5 separate regions of the Mus musculus genome follow, and all the other regions are linked to region 2. Evidence: chromatin contacts called from public ChIA-PET, Hi-C and HiChIP or PLAC-seq data. All regions are on one chromosome and are shown on one strand. Each heading gives the region's core, a stretch centred on a gene start, on an enhancer-like site or on the middle of the called end of the contact. The rest is flanking DNA. Distances are from core to core; before and after follow the strand shown.

Region 1 (2,743 bases), core at 73-2,572, 570 kb after region 2:
TAAATAAATAGAAACAAGATATACAATTATTAAAGCCCACCTCTCTACACTGCATATATTTATATATCCAGCTTAGACTTGTGGGGGGCTAATCAGGTCCCTAAGAAACTCTACATGCCATTTTCAGATAAGATGAAGGGTAGAGAAGTTTAAATAGTGTGAAACTTATTTTCAGGATCAAATTCAAGGTGAGCTTGTCAGTCACACTGAATTTCCAGGCTGGCCAATTCAGCCACTCAGGAAAGAGCTCAAGGTACTCTGGCGCTGTCCCTTATGCTGTCCCTTACTGATGTGTCTCAGCCAGATCCATCTTAGGGATAATTGATGCCTTAGACATAAAATTTGTTTAAGAATTTTTGGCTTATTTTGTTTTGTATCCTCTGACTCAAATAGAAAACTCCAGTGACTATTGCTTTATATATATGCACATACATACATATATATGATTTTATGTGTATCATATGTGTATGTGTGTGCACATGGACAGGCAGCGCTCTCCCCTGTAAATGAACATGGAGAGGCCAGTGCTCAGCTTCTAGTATCTTCTCTTATCGCGGTTCATCTGACTTTTTCGAGACAGGGTTTCTTACTGACATGAGAGCACAGGGTTTGAGCTAGTCTGGCAGGTCAGCACACTCCATAGATCTATGTGAGTCTGTTACATCAGTACACCAATATCAAGGCTACAGAAGCAAGTCACCACAGCAGCCTTCCACACAGGTGTTGAAGATCAAGACTCAGGTCCCCATGTCTGTGTTGTTAAGGCTGGAAGCCTTTCCCATAGAGCACCTTCCTAACTCCTCGTAAAGTATTTCTTTTCAACTTTTCATTTTATTTTTTATATTTCAAATACATTTTGTCTTCTACCATAAATGGGGGAGGAGGAGTAGAGAGACATTTGTATATATTCACACACACATTAAGGAATATGTACTGCAGAAGTTGCATATACTTGCCCTTAACATTTGTTATGTAGGTCACAAATCTGAAAGACGTCTGAGGGGAGCCTAAATCTAGGTTGAATACACACTTTTCAGTATTTCTGTTTAATTTATTAAGGTAAATTTTTAACTCTGAAAAGCAAGCACAGGGCAGTTTGTCATCTGCTGTGTCTCTGTGGGAAGTCTTACCCAATTATCTGATCAGTCTCGCACCTCTACCTCTCTCCTCTCCGCAGGATCAGGGCAAGGAGAATTTTCAAATCCAATCTGAAAATAAAAGTTTGGAAACCTTTTAGATGATTTGCACCAGGCTAAGTAATTTGGTGTGGCAAGACAGTGAGTCAGGCCTTCGTGCACTTCTGAGGAAATGGCTTGTTTACATACTTAAAGAATTGGCTCTCTTCAGCACCCACCCTTCGAAGAGCCATGTTCCATCCTAGGAAGCCTGGAGTAATTACCAGCCATGCCTGCCTATAAGCTTTTCTGTAATTGAAAACTTTAAAACAGATAATGGACTTTCAAGTTTCCAATATTAAAACATGTCCCAGAGAGAATCAGTTGATACTAACTTCTTGAGTATTGTATAAACATATTTTATGCATGTAGAGACAAAGTACATATTTTGTGTTTAGTCTAAATATAACTAAGGTAATATTTTGTAATATGTTTGTTGGGGAAAACAAAGAAGTTTCTTCCAGCTGTGTTTATTTATTCCAGTTTAACCAAAATAAGAACTGGAGTCATTAACTTCTTAAATTTATTTTTAAACCCATATATTATATTTCTGTTAACTATTTGTAAGAGTACTTATGTCTAGTAGACATTACGTTAATTTTCTGGCATAGAATTATGCCAGTGAAAACGATCTGTTCTCAACTGAAGCTTGACAGTCTGAGATACAGGATATCTGTAATGGCAAGGAGTTGCAGTCAAGGGCACCCTTTGCAGCTATGGGATAGTTTCTTTGTTGTTGTTGCTTGTTTGTTTGTGCTTTGTTTTGTTTGGTTTTTGTGCTTAATTCATTTGGATTCCTTGTATCACCAAAAGGATTTACATAGCCAATGAAGGCAAAAGTAAAATTACATTTTTAATTCACTCACTGGAATTTGATGTCTTTAAATTTTTATATGGATTATATAGAGGTATAAAGTTTCGGGTTGCTAAATAAACCTCCAAAGTTAATTTTCTCTGAATATCTAAGCATCAGGAGTAAGAAGTAGCAGATATGTCCTCCTGTGTGCACACAGAATTCCAGAGAGGGGTAAGGAAGATTAGGGGAGGGGAGTAAAAGCTTGGAGGCAGCAAACCCAGGCATCATCCTATACCTTCTCCAACTTAGTCACCCAAAGCACTGGGGAAAACCACTGGACCTGCTTGAGTCTCACTTCGATGACTGTGAAGGGGCGTGGGGTACAACTGGATTATTCCAGGGACCAACTCTGGTGGATGGGGAGTGCCTGGCACACACCAAGAATTCACACACATCTTTGCACAGAAAGAGCCGTGCACTATGACTATCCTTTGTTTATCTTTTTGCTTCTTTGTGAAAGAGAACATATATATTACATATATATGTATATGTAAATATGTATAATATAATGTAATATATATTACATTACAGTTATATATATATATAAATTTAAGTGATTCATTTTCTAAGTGATCATTCAGTAAATATTCTTTGCGGAAAGCAATATGTTATCCTTGATAATATCTTCCAAGTATGATAGTGATCACATACAACAACTGGGGAGTAGAGGCAGAACTGTCATGATAAATTTGAGGCCTGCCTGGGTTACGTA
Region 2 (2,740 bases), core at 108-2,607:
CCAGAAACTGTGTTGCTTTGGCCTGTCACAGAAGCTGTTAGCTTCTGTAGTCCACACTCTCACCTGTGCAGACTACTTTTGGTGGAGTCCCGGATCCAAGATGGCTCCCGCCGATGCTGAGACAAAGTTCTCCCGGGCCAGGCAGACACCTGTCCTCTGGCCGGGAAGGTGGCCAGATGTCTGGAGCCGAAAAGGGGACTGCCTCAGAAGCTCTGTGGCTCCTGCCTGTCCCAGAAGCTGTTAGCTTCTGTAGTGCACACTCTCACCTGTGCAGACTACTTTCGGCGGAGTCCCGGATCCAAGATGGCTCCCGATGATACCCATCTAATGACTTCTTTTGTGATTGGGTTACCTCATTCAGGATGATATCCTCCAGATACATCCATTTGTCCAAGAATTTCATAAATTCATTGTTTTTAATAGCTGAGTAATACTCCATCATCCTTAGTGAGGTAACCCAATCACAAAAGAAGTCATTAGAGGTCCCCCCCTTTTTAAAGCTGTCTGTTCCCAGCTTTGACTGTGTCATAGAACTTGCTGTGGGTAGGATGCTGAAGCACGTAGCTGAGATCAATGAAGGGGTCACTGATGGCAACAATATCTATTTTGTCAGAATTGAAAGCACCCTGGAGACCAGGCACCTAATCTGACTAAATCTTCTCACTCTAACCTTCACCATCCTGTCTCATGGGTGAGGCTGGCATTTCAGGAGACGAAGCAGCTGTCTCTGGTAATGGGGAGAACTGGAGAACCTAAGACTTCACTTTAGGGTTAAGTTAATAGTTGAAGCTCAAACAGGCAGAGTTCATGAATCCAGGTAGTCATTCAGACTCTGGGGCTATTGGAGTCGGTGCTTCTGGGAGTCTGTGAATCGGTAGTCCAGGGAAAATCAGGGGGGAGTCAACAACCGAATAGAGAGAGTCATAATTCTCCATTTACATTACTGAATACATATATAACAATACAACTCATATTTATTGTATTTCTGTCCTTTCCATACAGGGTGTTTTAGATTGCAACAATATTGTATTGTAAGTAGATTCCTACACTAGTGTTATAAACAGATTGATGAAGACAACACTGTGGGCCTGCATCTGAGCCGTCTTGTGACCTAGTATGGGCTTTCAACTAGATTCTAATAATAAAAAACACTTACCACATATTTAGGTATCTCTAAGCGATTGTTTCCCTTGATACAAAGTGGAGAACACTAATACAGGTTTTCATGAATTGTTGGCCTTCTTTGTTAATTCATGTAGTTCTTCGAAATGGCCACTAGATGGTAGTCTTTAGTTAGTATTGTCACCTCTGCTCCATGATAGGAGCTTTGATTCTAACCAGAAACATTTTGTGTGTTCCTGACGCCCTTTTCCTCAGATGGGTGAGGCAAAGGGCAAGGACTCCGTGTGGTTCAAGAGTCTTCAGTCTTGAATCCTTAAATTTTCTTCTTCGTAGACCTTACTTTCGGATACTATTTATTGAACAATTTTATTTGTCTCCACTGTACCTTTAAGTGATGACTCTTTGAAGAGGGTTGAGGTCTGTACTTACAAGGGTCAAAAAGATAAGAGTACAAGGATAATATGTCAGGCGAAGAACAGGGACGATGAGCTTCGGGATCTGCTGTCACCCCAAGTAAATCCCAGAATTCCCCCGAGCTCTGCAATCATTCACCATCTTAGCTAGAGTTGCCGGACATTGATGCACCGTTGCCAAATACATGTGTGGTCTCTCTGGACAATCGGAAAAAAAAAAAAAGTTTTTCCTCTTCTGTGCTGAAGCCTTGTGATTTTTTTTCCCCCTAGCAAAACCAAACCCAGTGAGCGGCAGTTAACCCGCACTGGCTGTTTGCGCACTGTGTTCCAAGGGCTCTCTCTATTTGTCATGAGTCATCCAATTAACGTCAACTGTAATTATTTCCTCTTCATTTTCCCTTTCCACTGTTGAGTCTCCCGAAGTCACCAATTTCCTTAACTAATTTTAATATCGAAACCTGCATTTCAGGTTCTCCTACTTCACACAACCAAGAAAAAAAAGAAAAAAAGGAATGAGATGCCCTTTTCGATTTTACCCTGAGGTAGAGCAAATCCTTTGACACATTCTGAGAATTCTTCCTGTTCAGTTTTATCATCTGTCCGTACTTCCTTGAAGTTCACTTATGGCTGAACACACGTATTTGCATACGGACTCTCATAAAGTCATTTTCAGTAACTCTGCAATTGATAACTCTCCCAGATAGACACATAGTCCAGAGTTACCTGTTGATCTGTTTCGCTGCCTAAAAGGAGGAGGGCAGCAGTGGAGACAGGACGGACTCACCTGGGGGTAAATGTGAACTTTGGGGCCTTGAACAACAACAGGAAGCTTGGTTTCTGGCTGCTACCACATTAAAACTAGTTGAGGTTTTTATTGTTTGTGGGCTGTGGAAATTTTATTTCCTGGCGTCTAGTAACAGTTGGCGAAGATCCCCATTACCCTCACTGTGAGAAGAAGCCCCATGGTCACTCCACAGCTATTGAGAGCTGCTACACCCCCTCCTGCCCCACCCTGCCCTGCCCTGCCCTGCCCCACCCCAACCCCCCTTCCGCCGCCCAGAGACACAGCTGCCTCCTGACCACCGGAGGCTCCAGTTGGTTTAAGCAAGATTAGTTCAGCTTTGCTTAGCGAAGGGTCACTGTCTAGATCTGTCTTTTCCACACCAGAGAATCCCATGGTGGATTCAATGCCCTCACTCAAATTT
Region 3 (2,713 bases), core at 122-2,621, 550 kb after region 2:
GGGCATATTTTGTGAGCACATGCATGGAGTTCTTAGTGAGCGCAACTCCATGGAACCCGAGACCCTTGCTCAGACACACAGTGCAGCCCTCTGGAGAGGAGCTTCCCCCACCCCCTTCGTGCACAATAGGCAAATCATAGTGGGGGGGGGGCGAGTAGAAGGCAATGTTCTTTTCTTCTCTGATGCTTTTGCCTTGAGGGTACTTGTATCTACCTTGTAGGTAGGGCGACCATCTCCCCCCCCCCCAAAAAAAAAACAATGTAGGATACTGGTGGAATGATTCGTGACCAACAAGCAATCTTGGTTTCTCCGTGGTCAGTGTACCTCCCCTCCCCCACAGCACTTTGCCGGTGCCCAAACCAAACTCAAGGGAGAGTCTATTCACTCAAGGTCACAGAACTGAAGCAGTCCCTGGGTTGTCTCTGCAATTTTTACATAACACTGAGAGGAAATCATTATCTGCTGGAATTAGGCAATTATGGTGAAGAAGGCCTCATTTGTACCTCTTACTAGTTTGTGACCTGGGGCTTATCTAGAATGGCAAACTAATTAGCTGTCATTAACTGCTTAGAGCAGCTGCGTTGTTACAGACCACTGTAGACAACACACACACACACACACACACACACACACACACACACACACACACACCACTGACGAAAGTCTCATTTACTTCCCAAGCTTTGCAAACCGAGGTGGGAACATGGGCAGGGAAAAGGCCTCTTTTCTCAGTAATCTAGAAAAACAAGTACGCTTGAAAAACCTAAAAGCTACCAACAAGAACAGTGATGATCCTGGTGTTGAGACTTGATACTTGACTGTCTGAGATTTGAGATACCCAGAAAAGATGACACATCGCTTGGGGCTCATCTATCCTTACGATCACGTCCTGGGAGGGGTGGAAAGGAGTTTTTGTCTATTTGTTTGTTTTGTTTTGTTGCAAAGCCAGTGGGGACACTTTCAGATAAAACCTGCAAGGGTGAACCCCAATTCTCTCCAGCTTTAATTTCTAACTAGAGAACAGAGATATGAGTACCTGCCACTCAGAACCGTTGCAAGAATGCAAGCAGATAAGTTACAGAAAGGGTAAAGGCCGGTCATCAGGTCATAAGTGGCTCCCCAAGTATTCCGTTGGGCAGTTCTGTCCCCTCGCTTCCCATTTGTTCCTAACCCCTGTTTTGGCACGGGAGAGTGGAGGTTACAGAGGATTGCGGTGGCCTTCTGTCATTTCTCACTCCGAACGTCTCGGGATGCTTTTGTTCCAGGCGGTAACACCCACACATTTTCAATGCTTCCTGTATCACGTATAACCTAGGTCCGGAGCCAGTTACTCGTAGCAGAAGCAAAGAGGATGTGGGGCCAGTAGAGGGCAGCAGAGAGGCAAAAATGCCCAAGCTCTGAGAGTGTGGGGACCAAGTCATGATGACGGGACAGAAAGTACTTTTGAACGTTCCTTTCATTTTAAACCAAGGTTAAGAAAGTTAACTGCAGTGCAGCCACCTCTCAGAACCTTGTCATCCTCAATATCACCTGCACTACGCTTCTTAAGTTTACTATTATCATCTTCTTTATGTAATCATATTCAATTGAGAATTTTCATGCAGCAACAAACCTCAAAGGAAATCTATTTGGATGTCTTTATTGGAAATGTGAGAAAAACCAAGGCTGCTGAGAGAAAACACTACTTTGTGGCTGAACTGGGAATAACTCCTCATCCTTGCTCTGAGCCCAAGCCTTAAACCCTGACCCCCAACCATAAACAAGCAAACACTAGATAGAATAGTAAGTTTAAAGAAATGTATGCTTACAAGACACCACAGGGAATATGAAAGAATGTTAATTTCTGAGTAGCAGGTAGCTTTAGACTATTATGGACTTAAAAATCACAAAAATGTCTTGGGCCAATATCTCACTGGAAATGCCTTCATATTTAGAGCTATTTGAATAACATCTAGTAGTGATTCTAGAGGTAGGGGGATAGCCAGCCTAAAACAATGGCTTTTGCTTTTGTCTCTAAGGTCTTATATCAAAACAACACACTCCCTCTGTCCCTGTAGAGGGGACAGGAAAAGTGACAGGCAGAAAGCCATGTACACAGAGTTCTGGTCCAGAAAAAACACTGGCCATTCCACTTAGAACTATTTTAACCTGGATGCTCTTGATCCCATCAAGAAAAGAATGTTTACTCTGAATAGAATTCTGTCAGTCAGGAAGCCCGAGGATTAAAAGTGAAGTATCCAAATGCTAGTTAGTCAAAACACAGCGGGAAGAAACTCGGTCTTCAGCTGTCATTGTTCTGAAGGATAAAGCAAAACTGAAGGTCTACTTGACAAGTTGTTAGCACAACCAACCCAAGGTATTTAAGAGAACAATGGTTTCTCTTAGGATGTGGGCCATTTGCTTAAGCACTTTCACCTTATTAAAGAAAAGGAGCCAAGTTGTAGGGTTTTTTTGTTTTTTTGTGTGATAGTAATGATACTAGTAATTATTTAGATCTTTTTTAGTCTCTGTGTCCCATGCATATACGTGATAAAAAGAGTAGGATATATTATTTATTAAAATATACTATATTATATATTCACATGTATTTAAAATAATATATGGTGGGGCTTCCTTCAAGAAATGAGATCCCTGTGTAAGAGCGTCTTGGGTGCTGAGGAGACAATGAACTGCAAAGTGCATAAGGATCACAGCAGAGCGAGCCATCTTCAGA
Region 4 (2,777 bases), core at 36-2,535, 840 kb before region 2:
TTTATGAATATATTTTCTCAGCTTCTTCATTGTTTTGAAAGTACATGGAATGTAAATAAATACTGAGTTGTTTATATATATATATATATATATATATATATACTATGCCTTGTGTTTTTCTTCTTTGCTATTTATTTGGATAAGTTAGGGAGTCTCCTCAGATGGCTTTGCCAATGTTTTCACATCACTCTGTGTGTGTATCATGAAGGAAGTGAGGTTTATTTTTGGCTTTTGTATTGGCTTCAGGAAAATGTGTCCCCCCATGTCTGTCTGTCTGCCTGTCTGACTCTGTGTTTTTCCCTGCCTCTCCCTTTTTCTTTCTTCCTCTATTCTATTCTTCCTCCTCTTCTCTCTTCTCACTTCATTGTTTCTTCTTTAAAATAGTGGCACATCTGAAACATCTCTGAGATGAATTACCCTGAGTTGATTTGTATGCTCTTGCATTGGAGATCTGCCCCTGTGGCAGAGTACTTTCTATCGCTGACAGAGATTTTGCCCATTTAAAAATTTATAAGTATTCCTGTTCCAGATATGTAATGTGACTTTTAGACTGAGTATTCTTAGACTGGACATTTTGTTGAAGCAAGTATAGTCGTGCTCAGTCCCGCTCTGTGATGGAGAGCTCTTTTGTCTGCTGTATTTGGAAGTGAGTGTGTGTGTGTGCGTGTGCGTGGATGTTTGTGTGACTGCTTTCTGTTTCATGCTTGCTTCTTGAGACATTCGTATGTATAAACACTGTAAGTCAAGTATAGCAGTGATGTTACATAGCAGCAGTGTCCAACGTGGTTCTGCCAGCTAGCAGGTGCGCCATCGGTGTGTGCTTTTTGACTCAGTGGTTTCACCAAAGCTGGCCTTGTTGGGTTTGAGTCCTTGGTGTGTAGGCGAATACTGGTGTCTCTCTGATTACAGTTTCACTCTGATTTTAATATAGCTGTACAGTTTATGGAGTCTTAGACTTTACATTTTTATAAAATTTTAACTACTTCTCATTTATATACACGTACATTCTATGATTTAGAGTGTATTGAACCTCTTTGAGCGTATTGAATCACTTTGGTGATTACTGCTATATTTTACAATTGTGCCACTTAGTTTTTGACAGCTTGACATAATCTTTATTCACCCAGAAAGCAGGAACCTCAGTTGAGGATTTGCCTCCCCAAATTGTATTGTGGGTGTGTCTCTGGGGCATTTTCTTGATTGATTGATTGACTGATTGATGTGGGAGGGCCCAGCCCACTGTAGTTCGTTCCACTCTCCAGCAGGTGGCTGTCTAAGAAAGCAAATTAAGTAGGCCACAGAGAGGAAGCCAGTGAGCAGCATACCTCTGTGGTCTGTGTCAGTTCCTGCCCTGATGTCCCCTCAGTCCCTCTCATGGTGTTTCCAGGACATGTAAGGAAACCCTTTCTTCCCCATGTTGTTTTGGGTCATGGTGTTTACCACTGTAACAGAGAAGTGAACAAAGACACTGTTAGCAAGCCTTCCAGTCATGAACCCACCATTAATTTTTGGTAGATGATAATCTTTACTTTTTTAAATTTACATATTATTTGTTTCTAAGTATTTAATACTTTGAAAAATGTTAGTATCAATATATTTTTTATTCTAAGTGTCTGGAAGCTCTTTTGCTTCTGTTTGTATGGATTATAAACCTGGGTTTTCTTACTGACTGTTTGTGACCTTGCTATACTTTCTCATTAATTCTAAATAGTTAGTGTGACATCTTTGTTTGCTTTTCTACATTTCCTACAGATTAGCAAATAATCAGTTTTTGGTTTTCTTTTTTGTATTTGAGCTATTCTCAGTAGTCTCTGTTTTCTGATTCTTAATTTTGAAAACAATTACATTTGTGTGTGTGTGTGTGTGTGGTGTGTGTGGTGTGTGTGGTGTGTGTGCGGGAGGGCTGTCAGTTAGAGGGCAGCTTGCAGGAGTCAGTGGGTCATGGGGATTGAAAAACTCAGGTTGAGAGGTCTGGCAGCATCCCGCCTGTCCCTGTTAAGCCTTTTCTCCAGCCATGCTTGATAGCTAATGCTTATGTTGTCTCTTTTCCTTGAATGTGGGATAAGGAGAGGCTCAGCATGGGAGAGCTGCTTCATCTTGTCAGTTTTAGGACGCAAACTCAGACAAATGGCTGAGGAACCTAGTTAACATACCAAAGCAGACCTGGCCAGCTCTTCCAACATCCCTCAGTTCCTACCTGTTACAGGATATGGTTGGCACACCCTACTCTAAACTTTTCCAGAGGGGGGTTGGGCTGCCCTTCCCTATATAACCCAGCCATTTTGTCTACGGGCCTTTTGTTTGGTCCACCCTTTACCCTCCTGGCCTCTTGGTCTGGCTCTCTCCTTTCCCCCTCCTCATATGCCCTTGCTCACATGACCCTAGCCTCAGGGTCCTGCTTAGTCTGGACTCTCCCAGATGTCCCTGCCACCGGCTATGCTCTCCCTTTTATCTACAGTAAACCTTCTCCCCAGCCATACCTATGAACAGTCTTGTCCTTCCGTCCTTCCTCCCTCCCTCCCTCCCTCCCTCCCTCCTTCCCTCCCTCCCTTCCTCCCTCCCTTCCTTTCTTCTCTTTTTCATTCAGTCAACAGCCAGTGGAAATAAGAGGCCTGGCAATAGCTTTTAAGGCCTACCTTAGTCCATTTTGAGGTGATTGGCCCTAGCTGAATTGCATTCTTTGAGAAACTCAAGAGCCAAAAGGACTGAACTAAGTTGGATTTTCAGACACAAGAAACTATTATATGGTATGTATGTATATGTATATGCATTCATAA
Region 5 (2,700 bases), core at 113-2,612, 800 kb before region 2:
CTCTGCTTAGAGAGCTGTCCAGGGATTTAGGCTTCAAAGAGGCATGTAAAAAAAGAAAAACAAAAAAACAAAAAACCCCTCAAACAAACAACAACAACAACAAAACAGGAAAAAAAGGAGAAAGCAGAGCAGAATTAATACTGGTTAAATATAATAATAGGATACATTATTTTTTGTTTATGAAGTGTTAAAAGTCACCTAGAATCTCATTAGTAACTATAAGATTTTATTTTCAAAGTAGTTTTTTATGATCCTACTCAATGAAGTTTAACAAAATTTCCCCCTTTGTGCAAAATAGCAATCTAACAGCTTTTGTTAACTATAATATTGATCTTCACAGAAATTGTAAGCAATTCTTTTCAGATGAGGGAGAGGGAGAGAGAGAGATTTTAAAGTAGAAAAGATGTAGGTTTCAGAAACATTTCTAAGGCCGTTGCAATAACAAGATGACTTCACTGTTGAACACCAAGTCTAAAGCAGGCTTTGCTTACATTTTAGATTGTCTTGTATAAATGGTCAGAGCTGCTCTTATTAAGACCATACCCTTCAGGATATGGGCAGCTGTTTAGACTAAGGCCCAAGAGCTTGGCTTAAGGAGTTCATTTTGGACGTGTGTCTCAGCTCTGTCACTTAGGCAAATTATTCATCCACTGTGGAGAACCAGTGTTAGGCTTCACTTGTGCCTCTGTTCAAAATTTATTCCGGTGTCTTTATTTCCTGTGTTCTCTTTTCTTCCATACTAATTGGCTAGTTTTATGCACTATAAGGTAAATGCCTCACTCTTATTTAAGGTTTTGTGTTGTCTAATTTGTCTATCAGGCTACACATGGTCCTCTCAGGACAGCATTAGGGCCGGCAGCAAACTTGTTGTGCGTTCTCCTGAGGCATCAGCTTGAAACATATTCTGTTCCTCTTTTGTTAACTTTTAGCCTGTGGGTTTTATGGAGGTTTAATAATTTTGACAGGTGAGAGCTAATGTTTTCAGGGCTCCCATTCTTTCTTGCCTTTCTCATTTCCTCTCCTCTCTTGTCATCTTGTCGTGGTGCTGGGGACAATGCGCACACTCGGCAAATGCTTTATTTATCATGGATCCATTCTCTTAACCCACTTCAGATTCTTGATCTTTCAAACAAAAGAGTGAATGGCAAGACTAAATAAGCTAACGCAAGCAAGTGCCTAGGCAACTCTAGCAGAATCTGATAATCATACCTATTGGTATTTCCTTTTCATTTAGCCAGGGATCAAAAAGGTAAGAACAAAGAAACAAAAAAACAAAGACAAAAAACCCCAAACTAACCCACATAGCTTCCTTTCATGGGCAATAGTGTAGTCTGGGAAGGGACCATTTCCGTGCTCAGCTGTCATGGGGCCTTAGTAAATGTGTAAGTTCTCACCTTACTGCTGTGGCCTGTGGCCGTCTTCAGACTTACGTATTCTTTCTTTATTTCAGGGTTTATTTTTCTGCTGCAACAGAAGCGCAGCAGCAGCCATGAGAAAGTTTGACTTTAGTTTTTATTTAAAGGACTTTGTGTCCTACAGTTTCAGACAGTCAGCTTTACTTCTTATTTTAAAACAAGAAGCACGCCTCTGTGTACATTATGTGTACAGCGACTGAAGTGATTTTTTTTTTTAACCTTATGAAGCTTTGATAATGCTGCCTCGGTATTGTGTTTTATTGGAGACATAATAGAATGATATTTCCTGATGAAATATGACTGTTGTTTTGATTAAAAATATTTTTAACATGCTAATTGAGTCATTCAAATGGTTCACAGTGACACTTTCTCACCTGGTCTCCACAAAGCCAGAGGAAGTAATATATAGCAGATGGGGCTGGGCACAGAGACTGCAAGGGTGCTGCTTCCAGCACAGGGACTGCAAGGGTGTTGCATGGGAGGTTTGGGGGAAGATGCTTAGTGGAGGAATGTGCATTCTAAAGTTCTGTTTTAACCAGATTCTCTCATCGTATTTCACTGTCACTTGCAGAGTTACCTGGGCTGGTTGCGTGGGAAGCCAGGGCTAAGAACCACTGAGGAGTTCATCTAGGATATTCCATTCTCCCATCTCCCACTCGGACACCCTCTCCCTCACTATTCTTTATCTTCTGTGGCCGTTTGAAAGGATGCCAGGCTTGAGCTGCAAGATTCTTTGGAAATTCCTCAAGAAGTTAACTATATTTTCCTGTTATATGTCCAAACAAACCGAAAACAGGAACTCAGACACAAACCTGCACATGAAATGATTATAGTATTTACCCTGTCCAAAAAAAAAAAAAAAAAAAAAAAAACCCAAACCATTCGCACAATACCAAGAAACCAGCAGAAGCTTCAAAACATCAAAACTCGTTGCTTCTGTTACAATGGGAGCTCAGAACGGGACGTTGAAACAATGAAGTCAGGGGCAAGGATCAAGATCACTAAGGTCTATCACAATAAACTTGAAGACAGAGGCAGGCTTTTATGAGGAACAAAAACTTTCTCTAACAGGACATGAAAGAAAAACAGAACAAAGAAAGAAAATGCAGCCTTTAAAGGAAAAGATACAGGCAACCAATGGCCGATGTATTCTCCAGGCATGACCCACCCCCACCAAAGATGAGTCAATCTAAAGGGGTCAGCCTTGAACACGTGTACATAAGAGCAACACGAAATGTACTCAGCAGTGTGTGTGAGTGTTGTACATATGTATATATTTCTACCA

What was found. A called contact is a pair of places that touch in the nucleus more often than the background predicts. ChIA-PET counts read pairs in DNA pulled down with a chosen protein or histone mark. HiChIP or PLAC-seq counts read pairs in DNA pulled down with a chosen protein or histone mark.
Region 1: a FOXA1 HiChIP or PLAC-seq map of pancreatic cancer cells shows a contact between it and region 2. The contact joins two enhancer-like sites. A contact is called at or near these places in 3 of 115 datasets of contacts at active chromatin or transcription factors (T-cell acute lymphoblastic leukemia, embryonic stem cells and pancreatic cancer cells).
Region 3: an H3K27ac HiChIP or PLAC-seq map of acute myeloid leukemia shows a contact between it and region 2, with 6 times the contacts expected there. The contact joins two enhancer-like sites. A contact is called at or near these places in 8 of 115 datasets of contacts at active chromatin or transcription factors (DN3 thymocytes, acute myeloid leukemia, embryonic basal ganglia and 2 more) and 1 of 9 other capture datasets (embryonic stem cells).
Region 4: a contact with region 2 is called in a Hi-C map of bone marrow-derived macrophages, with 8 read pairs. The contact joins two enhancer-like sites. A contact is called at or near these places in 5 of 15 datasets of contacts at CTCF or cohesin (embryonic stem cells, large pre-B cells, liver and 2 more), 106 of 484 Hi-C or Micro-C datasets (the AtT-20 cell line, B cells, the BV-2 cell line and 60 more) and 13 of 115 datasets of contacts at active chromatin or transcription factors (the HPC-7 cell line, astrocytes, bone marrow-derived dendritic cells and 8 more).
Region 5: a contact with region 2 is called in an RNA polymerase II ChIA-PET map of memory CD8 T cells, with 12 read pairs. The contact joins two enhancer-like sites. A contact is called at or near these places in 2 of 115 datasets of contacts at active chromatin or transcription factors (acute myeloid leukemia and memory CD8 T cells).

The regions. Positions count from the first base shown.
Region 1 is chr13:109,801,084-109,803,826 of GRCm38.p6, forward strand. All of the region lies in intron 7 of Pde4d (phosphodiesterase 4D, cAMP specific), which reads left to right. Among named protein-coding and RNA genes, the nearest start is that of Mir1904, 100 kb to the right of the region's middle. Within about 2 kb of position 1,323, at least 11 of the 459 cell types and tissues checked have an H3K27ac peak or open chromatin away from gene starts, as enhancers often do. A contact at or near this core is called in pancreatic cancer cells, where this site is marked.
Region 2 is chr13:109,228,079-109,230,818 of GRCm38.p6, forward strand. The region is part of intron 3 of Pde4d (phosphodiesterase 4D, cAMP specific); the gene reads left to right. Among named protein-coding and RNA genes, the nearest start is that of Mir582, 95 kb to the right of the region's middle. Within about 2 kb of position 1,358, at least 151 of the 459 cell types and tissues checked have an H3K27ac peak or open chromatin away from gene starts, as enhancers often do. A contact at or near this core is called in the HPC-7 cell line, Th1 cells, acute myeloid leukemia and 5 more, where this site is marked.
Region 3 is chr13:109,774,925-109,777,637 of GRCm38.p6, forward strand. The region is part of intron 7 of Pde4d (phosphodiesterase 4D, cAMP specific); the gene reads left to right. Among named protein-coding and RNA genes, the nearest start is that of Mir1904, 130 kb to the right of the region's middle. Within about 2 kb of position 1,372, at least 125 of the 459 cell types and tissues checked have an H3K27ac peak or open chromatin away from gene starts, as enhancers often do. A contact at or near this core is called in acute myeloid leukemia, embryonic stem cells and regulatory T cells, where this site is marked.
Region 4 is chr13:108,389,481-108,392,257 of GRCm38.p6, forward strand. It overlaps Depdc1b (DEP domain containing 1B), which reads left to right. Exons shown (of 11, transcript NM_178683.4): 11 at 1-77. Among named protein-coding and RNA genes, the nearest start is that of Gm41056, 11 kb to the right of the region's middle. Within about 2 kb of position 1,286, at least 10 of the 459 cell types and tissues checked have an H3K27ac peak or open chromatin away from gene starts, as enhancers often do. A contact at or near this core is called in the HPC-7 cell line, Th1 cells, bone marrow-derived macrophages and 2 more, where this site is marked.
Region 5 is chr13:108,425,184-108,427,883 of GRCm38.p6, forward strand. No RefSeq gene overlaps it. Among named protein-coding and RNA genes, the nearest start is that of Gm32450, 11 kb to the right of the region's middle. Within about 2 kb of position 1,363, at least 15 of the 459 cell types and tissues checked have an H3K27ac peak or open chromatin away from gene starts, as enhancers often do. A contact at or near this core is called in memory CD8 T cells, where this site is marked.